Regions from separate parts of the Oryctolagus cuniculus genome. Here region 2 is linked to region 1. The links are chromatin contacts, called in public Hi-C maps. All regions are on one chromosome and are shown on one strand. Each heading gives the region's core, a stretch centred on a gene start, on an enhancer-like site or on the middle of the called end of the contact. The rest is flanking DNA. Distances are from core to core; before and after follow the strand shown. Region 1 holds the start of UQCC1 (ubiquinol-cytochrome c reductase complex assembly factor 1). Region 2 overlaps UQCC1 (ubiquinol-cytochrome c reductase complex assembly factor 1).

What was found. A called contact is a pair of places that touch in the nucleus more often than the background predicts.
Region 2: a contact with region 1 is called in a Hi-C map of psoas muscle, with 2.1 times the contacts expected there. The contact joins the enhancer-like site here to the promoter of UQCC1 in region 1. A contact is called at or near these places in 2 of 6 Hi-C or Micro-C datasets (psoas muscle and an unstated tissue).

Annotation. Positions count from the first base shown.
Region 1 is chr11:22,740,325-22,747,023 of mOryCun1.1, forward strand. UQCC1 (ubiquinol-cytochrome c reductase complex assembly factor 1) reads left to right here and starts at 3,559. Exons shown (of 10, transcript XM_002710826.5): 1 at 3,559-3,724. The coding sequence starts at 3,701.
Region 2 is chr11:22,794,838-22,801,502 of mOryCun1.1, forward strand. All of the region lies in intron 5 of UQCC1 (ubiquinol-cytochrome c reductase complex assembly factor 1), which reads left to right. Among named protein-coding and RNA genes, the nearest start is that of UQCC1, 54 kb to the left of the region's middle. Within about 2 kb of position 4,949, at least 1 of the 8 cell types and tissues checked has an H3K27ac peak or open chromatin away from gene starts, as enhancers often do.

The sequences.
Region 1 (6,699 bases), core at 2,309-4,808:
TCAAAATGAGAACTACCACATGATCCAGCAATCCCACTAATGGATATTTATACAAAGGATAGGGGCCAATACTATGGTATAGCAAGTAAAGCCACCACCTGCTGTGCTGGCACCCCATATGAATGCTGGTTCGAGTCCTGGCTGCTCCACTTCCTATCCAGCTCTCTGCCATGGCCTAGAAAAGTAGTAAGGGATGGTCCAAGCCCTTGGCCCCTGCACCCACTTGGGAGACCAAGAAGAAGCTCCGCGCTCCTGCCTTTAGATCAGTGCAGCTACAGCCATTGTGGCCAACTGGGGAATGAACCAGTGGATGAAAGACCTCTCTCTCTCTGCCTCTCCTTCTCTCTGTGTGTAACTCTGACTTAAAATAAATCTTTTAAAAAAGCAACAAGGGATATGAAATTAGTTAAGGGATATGTATCAGTTAAGATCTATTTGCACTCTCATGCTCACTGCAGCATTATTCACAATACCCAAATACTGACTCAACCTAAATGGTCATCAGTGGGTGACTGGAAACAGAAAATGTGGCCTATGAAGGTACTTCAGAAAGTTCATGAGAGAATGGGATTAAAAGTTCATTCTGGTACAAAAATTTTTGAAATCCAGGCATATGATCTTTTCTTGAATTCTTTGAAGACCCTTTGTATACACAGATTTCAACTTTTTTTGTGCTAGGATAAACATCTTTTAATTATATTTCCCATGAACTTTTTGAAGAACCCTCATATTACCACAATGGAATACTATTCAGCCTTTAAAAAGTAGAAAATCATGTCATTTGGGACAATATGGATGTACCCAGAAGACATTATGTTAAGTGAAATAAGCCAAGTACAGAAAGATAAATACTGCATGATTTTACTTATATGTGGAATCTAAAAAGTCGAACTCAGAGAGTAGAAATGATTATCAGGGGTTGTGGTGGGGGTGAGTGGTTAGAGATTTCTTTTTTTTTTCTTTTTTCTTTTTCTTTTTTTTTTTTTGACAGGCAGAGTGGACAGTGAGAGAGAGAGAGACAGAGAGAAAGGTCTTCCTTTGCCGTTGGTTCACCCTCCAATGGCCGCCGCGGCCGGTGCGATGCGGCCAGCGCACCGCGCCGATCCGATGGCAGGAGCCAGGAGCCAGGTGCTTTTCCTGGTCTCCCATGGGGTGCAGGGCCCAAGCACCTGGGCCATCCTCCACTGCACTCCCTGGCCACAGCAGAGAGCTGGCCTGGAAGAGGGGCAACCGGGACAGAATCCGGCGCCCCAACCGGGACTAGAATCCGGTGTGCCGGCGCCGCTAGGCGGAGGATTAGCCTAGTGAGCCGCGGCGCCGGCCTTCTTTTTTTTTTTTTTTTTTTTTTTTAAAGATTTTATTTTATTTATTTGAGAGGTAGAGCTACAGACAATGAGAGGGAGAGATAGAGAGAAAGGTCTTCTGTCCATTGGTTCACTCCCCAGGTGGTCGCAACAGCCGGAGCTGCACCGATCTGAAGCCAGGAGCCAGGAGCCTCCTCCCATTCTCCCATGTGAGTGCAGGGGCCCAAGAAATTGGGCCATCTTCCACTGCCTTCCCAGGCCACAGCAGAGAGCTGGATTGGAAGAGGAGCAGCCGCGACTAGAACCGGCGCCCATATGGGACAACAGAGCTGCAGGTGGAAGATTAACCCACTGCGCCATGGCGCCAGCCCCCTGGATAAAAGATTTTGGTTAGCTGCTATAGCCACACCACCCTGGAGGCTGTGATCTTGTCTGATCTCAGTTACTTAGCAGGAAGAAGTTTAAGAAATCTATTGTACAGCATGGTGATTATATTTACCAACAATGTGTTAAGTTCCTGAAAAATCACTTAGTAGATTTTAAGTATTCTCACGACAAAAAATGGTATGTGAGTCAATGCATATATAGCTTGATTTAACAATTCATAATGTGTGTCAAATGACACACCATGTTATACATAATACATATTCATACTTTTTATTACCTGATTGAAAAATAAATACATTAGGTTAAAAACATACATGTGAATTTCCTTCTTACCCTGTAGATCTCACCCTACATATTATATCACTTTCTCACATTGTCTCTAAAGTAAGTTCTGTGTGTTATTCTCCAATTTCACTGTTTGATCCTCATAACACAGTCTTCATTTTCTCGCTGGTTTACCAGACTTGCCTGTGCCTTCTCCTTTAGCCTGTGAGCTCCACGACGCCACTATCCACTTCTGTCTTGTGTCCAGCAGATGAACACTCAGTGGGTTGTTTTTTTTTTTGAAATTAATTAATTAATTTGAAAGTCAGAGTTACACAGAGAGAGGAGAGGCAGAGAGAAAGAGAGAGAGAGAGAGAGGTCTTCCGTCCGATGGTTCACACCCCAGATGGCTGCAACAGCTGGAGCTGCGCCGATCTGGAGCCAGGAGCCAGGAGCTTCTTCTGGGTCTCCCACACTGGTGCCGGGGCCCAAGGACTTGGGCCATCTTCTACTGCTTTCCCAGGCCATAGCAGAGAGCTGGATCAGAAGAGGAGCAGCTGGGACTAGAACCGGCGCCCATATAGGATGCGGGTGCTTCAGGCCAGGGCCCTGCTTGTATTTTTTTTTTTTTTAAGTTTCAGCTCTTTTTTTAAAATTTTTATTTATTTATTTTTTTGACAGGCAGAGTGGACAGTGAGAGAGAGAGAAAGGTCTTCCTTTTGCCGTTAGTTCACCCTCCAATGGCCACCGCGGCCGGCGCACTGCGCTGATCCGAAGGCAGGAGCCAGGTACTTCTCCTGGGTCCCATGGGGTGCAGGGCCCAAGGACTTGGGCCATCCTCCACTGCACTCCCTGGCCATAGCAGAGAGCTGGCCTGGAAGAGGGGCAACCGGGAAAGAATCTGGCGCCCCGACCAGGATTAGAACCCGGTGTTCCAGCGCCGCAAGGCGGAGGATTATCCTAGTGAGCTGCAGCGCCGGCTGTATTCTTGATTTTTTTTTTTCCTGTACCCCTTACTAATCATTTCCTATCAGTATTCAAAAATATTCACCTTAAACATCAACCACTCCAAGTTCCCTCCTCCACCAGGGTTCAGATCAGCATTTGTGAACACCTTCCTCCCTTTTCAGGACCCCTTCACAGGCTCTTTTATCTATTTTAAAAAGTTTATTGATTTATTTTAAGGTAGAATTACTGACAGAAGGACAAGAACACACACTCACACACACACACACACACAATTTTCCATCCACTGGTTCACTCCCCAAATGGCTGTAATGGCCAGGGCTGGGCCAGGCAGAAGCCAAGAGCCAGGAGCTCCATCCAGATCTCTCCCGTGGGTGCAGGGGTCCAAGTTCTTGGGCTCTGGCTCCTTTTAAATAGTGGTATTTCCAAGGGACCTGTTCTATTCAGCTCCAATTAAAAAGGGGATGAATGGAGTCTAAGAGGAGGGACTGTGACGAGGTGTAGCCGAAGAGTGAGGCTGGGTGAAGTGAGGGAAAAGCTCCGAGGGTGGGGTCCAGGGAGAGAGCGTCAAAGAACGCACTGGAGCCACTGTGACGCTTCCCCGGGAGAGAACCGAAGCCCGGGTAAACGCGCGCGCGCCCGCGCCTGCGCGCAGCAGCTCTGTGCGCCTGCGCCGCCGCTGTCGGAATCCCGCGGGCGGTAGAATAACGTAGTAAAGGGGCGGTGGCGGCGGGGACTCCGGAAGCCCACCTTTCACCCGGAAATGGTTGTTGAGGAACATGGCGTTGCTGGTGCGAGTCCTTGTGAGTGAAGGAGTCATTTTCTACTGTCGCCCGCCGGGTCCCTGGGTTGGAATCGGGGAGGCCTGGGCGGGAAGAACTGGAAGGAAGAGCAGAAGGGAAACCTGTACGATAGCTAGGTTGCGTGGCCGCCTTTCTGCGGGGAAACTGAGGCAGCTTGTCAGCTCTTCGTAGTTCCTATTTGGCTTTGGCTTCCCCTTCTTTCGAGAGGGAGAGAGTGACATCAGACTCTTCTTTACCGGGGCTTTTCTGTAACCACTTCTCCTCACGGAGAGGGGCACCTGCGGTTTTAGGTGGAGTTTCGGGAGACACAGTTCTTCTAGTTCTGTCACTGATGCACAGAGTGACCTTGGGCAAGTTTCTTTCGGAGCTCTTGCATCTGAAAAACGAGGACATTTCTCTCCTGCAGTCCCTTCAGACCCTGAGGGTCTCTGAGTTTGTTTCAGACATTATAAGTCAATTGTTCACTGTCCAGTGAGGTGGGATGTAGATTATTAGATGAGAGCTGGAAGAGGACGGGGGCCGTATCTGTCATCTTACTTTGCCTACCACAGTGTCTGGCGCGTCATAAGTGTGCTGAATAAATGACTAACTTAAGGAAGGAAGGACTGCTGGACAGCTTAGCACCCATGTGGGAAGCTGCTGTACTTCTTAGATTCAGCCCTTCTGCCATACTGTGACCTCCCGGAGGTACATGAGGAACAAAGTTAAGAGGTTACAGAACTTAGGGAGGAATGGGAAAACTCATAATTTTACCAAGTCTGTCAAAAACTGGACCAAAGACTATTTTTCATAGCAGGCTCCTGCGTCTGGCTGTCTTTTTGGTTGTCATTTTACACTTGTGTTTTCAATATTTTTGTATGTGGTTTACAAAGACTGCAGTTGTATTTTTTGTATTCGTTGTCATGCTTGTAAATGGCAGCACCTTTGCTGCTTTATAAATGTTTGAAGAATAATTCCTGTAACCCACAGAGAGGTTCACCTAGTGAAGTAATTGTTGATGCCGGGGCAGAATTGATTCAGATCTGAGGACTGCTGGGGAAATGGCAGTTAGGATGTTCTAACTCTCTTAGTTTTTAAGATGAATATTTGGGGGGGAAAGATGAAAAGTTTATTGGGCTACAGACCCAAAATAAACACTTTGTTTTGTCTGAGAAGTTAGTGGCTGCTCCAAATGCCTTAAATGTTCTTGCCCCTGACCAATCATGTGGAATGCTGCAGGTTCACTTCTTTCTAAGTGGTAGTATCCATAGAAACCACCTCTCTGTGCTTCATTAATTGACTCTTCTTTAAATTAAAAAATTTTTTTCTTTGTATTTTTATGAGAGGCAGAGAGACAGAGACAGGGACAGCCAGCACCCATTGCTGGTTCATTCCCCAAAATGTCTACAATTGCAGGGGCTGGGCCAGGCTGAAATCAGGAGGCAGAAATGCAATCTGGGTTTCCACATGGATGGCAGAGACTCAAGTACTTGAGACATCACCTGCCTTGTTCTAGGGTGTGCATTAACAGGAAGCTGGAGTCAGGAGTAGAGTGTGACTAGCACCCAGGCGCTCTGGTATGGGATGTGGTAGTCTTTAACTGGTAGGCCAAACGCCCACCTCCTTTTTTCCTGTGTTTTAATTTTTTTGGTTCAGTGCAAGTTACGATAAGGAAAATCATTTTCATTTTATATGGTAATTCCCTAAAATCTTCACATTATACTTACAGTGTAATGTGTGATAAAGCAACAGAGACTTCCTTAGGACAAGTTCAAAATGGCAGTGAAAATGAAAGTAGCAGGTTTGTATTGATCACCTATTCTTTTTTTTTTTTGACAGGCAGAGTTAGTGAGAGAGAGACAGAGAGAAAGGTCTTCCTTTTCCGTTGGTTCACCCCCCAAATGACCGCTACGACTGGCGCGCTGCGCTGATCTGAAGCCAGGAGCCAGGTGCTTCCTCCTGGTCTCCCATGTGGGTGCAGGGCCCAAGGACCTGGGCCATCCTCCACTGCCTTCCAGGGCCACAGCAGAGAGCTGGCCTGGAAGAGGAGCAACCGGGACAAAATCTGGCGCCCCGATCGGGACTAGAACCCGGGGTGCCGGTGCTGCAGGTAGAGGATTAGCCTAGTGAGCCTGGGCGCCGGCCGATCACCTATTCTGAAGAGGCATTTGAGACACTATGAGGAGTTCCAAATGCTGGAAAAGCATGCCTGCCTGGGAATCTTAAAAGCTTTGTTTGAAAGCTTGGCTCTGCTACTCCACTACTTGAATGAGTCAGCTAACTGCTTTGAGACGCAGTTTTTTTTTTTTTTTTTTTAATGAGTAAGGTTGCTAGGGTTGATCTGAGAATCAACTGATACAAGTTATGTTTGCATTTCTTCCTCTTTTTTCCCTAGTTCAGCAACTATTTGGAATGTTTACTGGATTCTAGGAACTAAACAAAGCACCCAGCATGGGAAACATAAACCTTACTCTGAAGTTTATAATCTATGAGGAGAGATAGTCAAGAAAACTATCAGACAGTAGTTGGAATGCTGTGATAGAAGTCTATCAGGCCAGCGCCGCAGCTCACTAGGCTAATCCTCCGCTTTGCGGCGCCGGCACACCGGGTTTTAGTCCCGGTTGGGGCGCCGGATTCTGTCCTGGTTGCCCCTCTTCCAGGCCAGCTCTCTGCTGTGGCCAGGGAGTGCAGTGGAGGATGGCCCAAGTCCTTGGGCCCTGCACCCCATGGGAGACCAGGATAAGTACCTGGCTCCTGCCTTTGGATCAGTGCGGTGCGCGGCCGACGGCCATTGGAGGGTGAACCAACAGCAAAGGAAGACCTTTCTCTCTGTCTCTCTCTCTCACTGTCCACTCTGCCTGTCAAAAAAAAAAAAAAAAAAAGTCTATCAGATCCTGTGGAAGTGAAGTATGGAGGCAGAGATGCTTTGCTTAAGTAAGAGAGCATTAGGTTGAGAATGGGGAGCTGGCGTAGAGAATTGGCTTACTCTAAGATAA
Region 2 (6,665 bases), core at 3,699-6,198, 56 kb after region 1:
TGTAGTTCACTCAACATAGGGCTACAATGGCAAGAGCTGGGCTGGTCTGAAGCCAGGAGCCAAGAGCTTCTTCCGGGGCTTCCACTTGGGTGCAGGGGCCCAAGCACTGGGGCCATCTTCTGCTTTCCTAGGCACATTAGCAAGGAGCTGGATCAGAAGTGGAACAGCCGGATCTCAAACTGGCGGTGCTTTATGGGATGCTGGTATTGCAGTTGGTGGCTCTGCTCACTATGCAACAGCATTGACCCCTTATTTACTATTTTGACACTGAGTTTCTTTCTTTCTTTCTTTCTTTTTTTTTTTTTTTTAAGATTTTACTTATTTATTTGACAGGTAGAGTTACAGAGAGAGAGGGAGAGGGAGAGAGAAAGGTCTTCCATCCACTGGTTCACTCCCCAGAGGGCTGCAATGGCCAGAGCTGAGCTGGTCTGAAGCCAGTAGCCAGGAGCTTCTTCCAGGTCTCCCACGTGTGTGCAGGGGCCCAAGGACTTGGGCCATCTTCTACTGCTTTCCCAGGCCATAGCGGAGAGCTGAATTGGAGAAGGAGCAGCTGGGACTTGAACCGTTGCCCATATGGGATGCCAGCACTGCAGGCAGCAGCCCAACCTGCTAAGCCTCAGCACTGGCCCTGAAAAGCTAGTTTTTTAAAGTGTTTTCTTTAATCCATTTGCTTAAGTATTTTTATAAAATATTTTTTTTTAAGATTGATTTTATTTATTTGAAAGTCAGAGTTACACAGAGAGAGGAGAGGCAGAGAGGGAGAGAGAGAGAGAGAGGTCTTCCATCCGATGGTTCACTCCCCAGATGGCCGCAACGGCCAGAGCTGCGCCGATCTGAAGCCAGGAGCTTCCTCTCCCACACGGGTGCAGGAGCCCAAGGACTTGAGCCATCTTCTACTGCTATCCCAGGCCACAGCAGAGAGCTGGATTGGAAGAGGAGCAGCCGGGACCAGAACCGGTGCCCATATGGGATGCCAGCGCTTCAGGCCAGGGCTTTAACCCACTGCACCACAGTGCCGGCCCCTGTTTTTATAAAATATTAAGAAAATCTTATCCTCAGATACCTATTTAATATTTGATTCAGTAAATCAAATTCATTATGATTAGTTTGAGAGGATACTTACTAGCTATCTATGTCTTGACCAATCCTTTATTATTGAAGATTGTTTAGTATTAATATAGAATCAAGTGTTATCTTGTTTAAATCAGTGTATTATGTTTCAGTTTATAGCCTGTTATAAATTCCTTATTAAACTTGGGAAAATTTTTAAGAATTGTAATTGTTATATTCTATGTGATCACTTTTACATGTTATGCTTTACCTTTATCTCATGTAGGAGTTATAAAACCTTGTGAGATAGGGGTTAAATTATTGTTTTTATTTTTGCTTGTTTTGTTTTCAGAAGCAGTTGAGGCTTAAGGGGCCAAGTGACTGTCCTACGATTGCTTAGCCAAGATTTGAGCCTTTGTTGCTTGGCTTAAAATCCAGGGATTTTTCCACTATGACATGTTGCCTATGAATGAATGTGTTTGCAGTTTAGAAATGTAATCCCTCTTTTTTAAAAGATGTATTTATTTATTTTAAAGAATAACACACAGAGAGAAAGATCTTCATCTATTGGTTTACTTTTCAAGTGCCCAGAACAACCAGGGCTGGGCCAGGCTGAAGCCAGGAGCCAGGAACTCCATCTGGGTCTCCCACGTGGTTGGCAGGAACCCAAGTACTTGGGCTGTCTTCACTGCCTTTTCAGGTGCATTTTCCAGAATCTGGCTCGGAAGCAGAGGAAACGGGACTTCAGGTGGTGCTCTAACAGGTGTCTCAAGTGGTGGTTTAACCTGCTATGCTACAGTGCCTTTCCCATAATCCATCTTAGTATTTTTGCATTTTGTTGCACTTAAATAAGAAGTACTTCTGTGAAATGTTGTACTAGTTTTGCAGACTAAAGACTAATGTCGATACATACTATAACCTGTATACTTCACTAAACTTTGTTCTGGCTTTGTCCTTCAAAGTAGTTAGCTGAGGAGGCAGAGAATTTTTCAGTGACACTACTTTTCATATTTTTTTAAACATTTTATTGAAATACAGTATGCATACCAAGAAATACACATACGTATACAGATAAATGCGTTTTTGTCATCTGGTCACACTCATTACCAATGCCCAAATTTAAGAACAAATCACTAACTAGTACAACAGTCCTCACTGTCCCCCCACTTCTTTGTTTTTAGCGTGTAAAATGAATATATTGTCATTTCCATGGTATGAGTCAGTGAAGCACTGTAACTCGGTATCTGTATGTTTTCTGTGACTCAGTTTTAGAATTGCCTTTGAAGACCTTTAGCATGTTTATTTGAATTATGCTTCAGTATGGCCTATTTTTGTCATTTGTGGGCTGGTTAAGTTTTAAAATCAAATTGAATTGGTTCCAGACAATGACTAGTGAATAAAAAGAAGCAGTCTAGAAAGTAGCACCTGAAGACAGATGATGAAAAATATACTGATTCTGACTTTCTTGTGGCTCAAATTCTAAAGAAAGTTTGGAATAAGAGAAGAAAATGTATGGGGGTACCTCAAAAAGTTTAGGGAAAAGGGAATGGAGATTATTTGGATACAAAATAAAAATAAATCATGCATAATTGTTTTATAATAGGTGTTTTTCATGAATGTTTTGAAAACCTCTTGTATATTGCTTCCCAAGATTATAAATGCTATTGGTCACATAGTTCTTGAATTTTATTTTACAATTTTGTGATTATTATTATTTTAAAGGTCTATGTATTTATTTGAAAGAGTTACAGAGAGAGGGAGAGACAGAGAGAACTTTCATCTGCTGGTTCACTCCCCAAATGGCGGCAACAGCCAGAGCTGGAGTCTGGCTGGAAGCCAAGGAGTCAGGAGCTAGGAGTTTCTTCCAGGTCTCCCATGTGAGTGCAGGGTCCCAGGGACTTGGGCCATCTTCCACTGCTTGCCCAGGTGCATCAGCAGGGAGCTGGATCGGAAGAAGAGCAGCTAGGGCTTGAACCAGTGCTCATATGGGATGCCAGTGCTGCAGTCAGCGGCTTTACCCACTATGCCACAGTGCCGACCTCGAATTTTATTTTATTTTTTAAATTTATTTTAAAGGCAGAGAAACTGAAAGAGTGAGAGAGACGGATGGATAAGGAGAACTTCTGTATGCTGGTTAACTCCCCCAAATGTCTGCAACAGCACGGACTGGGCGAGGCCAAAGTCAGTAGCCTGGAACTCCATCTGGGTCTTCCACATGCATGGTGGGGACCCAAGTACTTGAGCCATTATCTGCTACTTCCCAGGGTGTACATTAAAAGGAAGCTGATTCTGATAATGAGATGCAAGTGTCCCAAGCAGCATCTTAACTGCTGTGCCAAACACCTACCCTGGAGCTTGACTGTCCTGAGGGTTCAGTAACTTTTTAAAAGAGTAGAGCACTTCAGGCAGCTGGAAGTTGTTATCCTCCACACTCTCCCTTCTCCCAAAAGAGAGGCTGGTGCACTTTCTTGAAGATTGTATAAGAATGAGTTGTTCACCATGGTATGTTGGTGAATAAAACGTACACACAGCACCCTCTTGAATAGGCTCCCATAAAATGCCAAAGTTATAGACTCTACCATCTCAGAGCCTTGGTGTTCAAAAGGTTTAGCTTCAGAGAGCTAGATTTGGGGATTCTGAGTGGTGAGATGTCTTAGCAGCCAGCTGTTGTTTCTGTGATGTTCTAATGCCGTCCCTTGTTGTCACTGATGAGCACACCATCCGAGTATGCAGTGGTTTACTGATTGGTCTTTTCTAGAGCAGTTCTGCTATGAAAAGCACTGTGGAACAGAGATGGCCAATCAGTAAGGCTTGCATTTAATTCCACACTGCTGTATGTGAACTACTTGCTTTTAACCCATGAGACCGATTACTTCAGAGGCAAGAGTTCTTAGCAAGTTCTGAGTCAGTGATTGACAGAATCAAATAATGAGTGAGGTGTTTCAAGTATTTTAAACTCTAATATTTAAATAATTCAATGAGTAAAAACACTAGCAAATATTTGTTGAGTTACTTTTTGACTACTAGCCATTTTGCTAAATATTTTATAGCCTTAAGTTAACCCTCACAAAAATCTTATAAGGTAGATTATCTTGTCCTCCCTATGTTTATAAAGAGAAGAAAACCAAGCCCTGCGAGACCAAGTACCTTTCCTGAGTCATGTAGTGACTACGACGTAGGGTCAGGATTTTGGATGAGGCAGACTGAGCCCACATTAATGAACAAGTGTGCTAATTCTGCTACTCAAAACAGTGATGAATTATTTAATTTTATCCAACCTGGTGTCAAAGAAGAAAGTGGCTAGCCTCAGAAAAAATGCACTGTGTGTACATTGGAGGAAGAGTGTAATCAAAACAAAGGCATATTGCAGATTTTGACTTTGAAGTGTGCAAACAGGTTTCATTGAGCTAAAGAATCTGCTCTAGTTTTGCATTGCTGACAGTCAACATTCATTGGCCTTATTTTTTAGGGTTTTACCCTGTGGGTTTCTATTCTGACTCCAGTAGGTAGAGGGACTCAAATCATGTGCCAGCCCTTTTCTCATCCTCAGCCCTGAGCTGACCCCTCGAAGGGAAAATGGTGACCCGAGTCCAGCTGTTGGCCGGCCTGCCTGCCTGTGCTTTCCAGCCCAAGAACTGATTCCCTCTCTGAGAAAACTGGAAAGGCTCCTGGAGGCTGCCGAGAAGCTTTGATGTAGAGGTAGCAGTTGAACAGATTGTCCTTTGCAGGCGGCCAAATTTCATTTTCCAGATTGAAAGACAGACTTCCAAGAAAACTTTGCTTCTTAATGTTTTGTTCTAGCATCCAAAAAAAGACCCAGCTTCAGATCCAGGCTTGAGAGTTTCTCAGGGCTATTCTTGTTCTAGGTGGAGGGCGGCTGGCCCACTCTCAGATGGCATGTGTCTTAATAGCTGTATGGCTGGCCAAGCCAGCCTTTGCCTCCCTCCTGCTAAGCTCTGAGAGGAAGTCCACTTGACAGCTGCTGGGCACTCCCAGTAAGCTCACCGAGTATTTTGGTATCACTTTGTGACAGACATGGATTCAAACCCCAGCCTGCCACTAGCTTGTTAATAGGACTGCCCTCAAGTTACTTAGCGTTTTTGAGGCTGTTTTCTCATCTTACAATGAGGATTCCTAGTGCTTCCCTCTGGGGTTAAAGTAAGGGTCAAGTTAGATCATTGCCATGACCAGCAGTGAACCTGACATGTAGTATGGGTCCTCAGAGAGTGCTGGTTTCTGACAATTTTAGTATTAGGAGGACAGAATGACAATTTTTAAATTAATTAATTAATTTTTTTTGACAGGTAGAGTTATAGACAGTGAGAAAGAGAGAGACAGAGAGAAAGGTCTTCCTTCCATTAGTTCATCCCCCAAATGACCGCTATGGCCGGCGCTGCACTGATCTGAAGCCAGGAGCCAGGTGCTTCTTCCTGGTCTCCCACGTGGGTGTAGGGCCCAAGCACTTGGGCCATCCTCCACTGCCCTCCCGGGCTGCAGCAGAGAGCTGGACTGGAAGAGGAGCAGCCAGGACTAGAACCCAGTGCCCGTATGGGATGTCGGCACTGCCGCAGGCTGAGGATTAACCAAGTGAGCCACGGCGCCGGCCCCCAGAATGACAATTAAGAACACAGTGTCTGGGGTCAAGTAGATATGAATTTGATCACAGCTATTTTGTTTCATAAGTTTGTGGCCTTGGGCAATTGCTTCATTTCTCTAAAAATCAGTTTTCTTACCTATACGCACCTGGCAGGATTGTTGGAGAGATTCACTGAGCTATTGCATGTGAAACACCTATTCTGACTGGCACATAGTAAACTCACCGTGAATTATAGGTCTTTCTTATTCTTGGCACTGAGAGTGCAGCTCACGTGATCCTGCCCTGTGTTTTATCTTCCTATTTGTTATCATTTAGTGCTTTGTATACTTCACTGACTACTGAAAGCAGAGGATACTACTCCTTTTTTTTTTTTCCCAAAAAATTTATGTATTTAAAAGTGACAGAGAGAGAGAGATCTTCTATTCTTCTGTGAATTGGTTCGCTCCTGAAATGGCTGCGTCAGCCAGGGCTGGGCCAAGTTGAAGCCATGAGCCAGGAATTCCATCCTGGTCTTCTACATGGGTGACAAAGCCTCAAGTATTGGGGCCATATTCTGCCGCCTTCCGAGATGCATTAGTAGGAAGCTGGATCCTTATAAGAGTAGCCAGTACTTGAACTGGCACTCAGATACGGGATGCTGGTATGACTAACGTAGCTTAACCTGCTTCATAACAACTGTGGACCTAACTACTTCTTTTCTTTATTCATTGCTCCAAAGGACAGAGTTTTCTTGTTTCTCTTCATTCTCCTGCTTCAGCTTTTCTGCTATGGTGTAATAAGGAGATCATATTCAGTGAGGCACCCCTCATCTGCCCAGAGGCGTTTCTTAGAGATCTGAGAATTGAGAGGTGGATGTCTGAGCATGGACATGCGGGATCTGAAACCAAGGATGGGGTGACTACTGGCCTTTGATTAGATAAGGTCTGCTTTCTCATTTTGCCTTGGCTTCCTCAATCCCCAGTTTTTTCTCCTAATTATTATCTTTTTGGGCAAATCATTCTGCATACTCATGTCCATA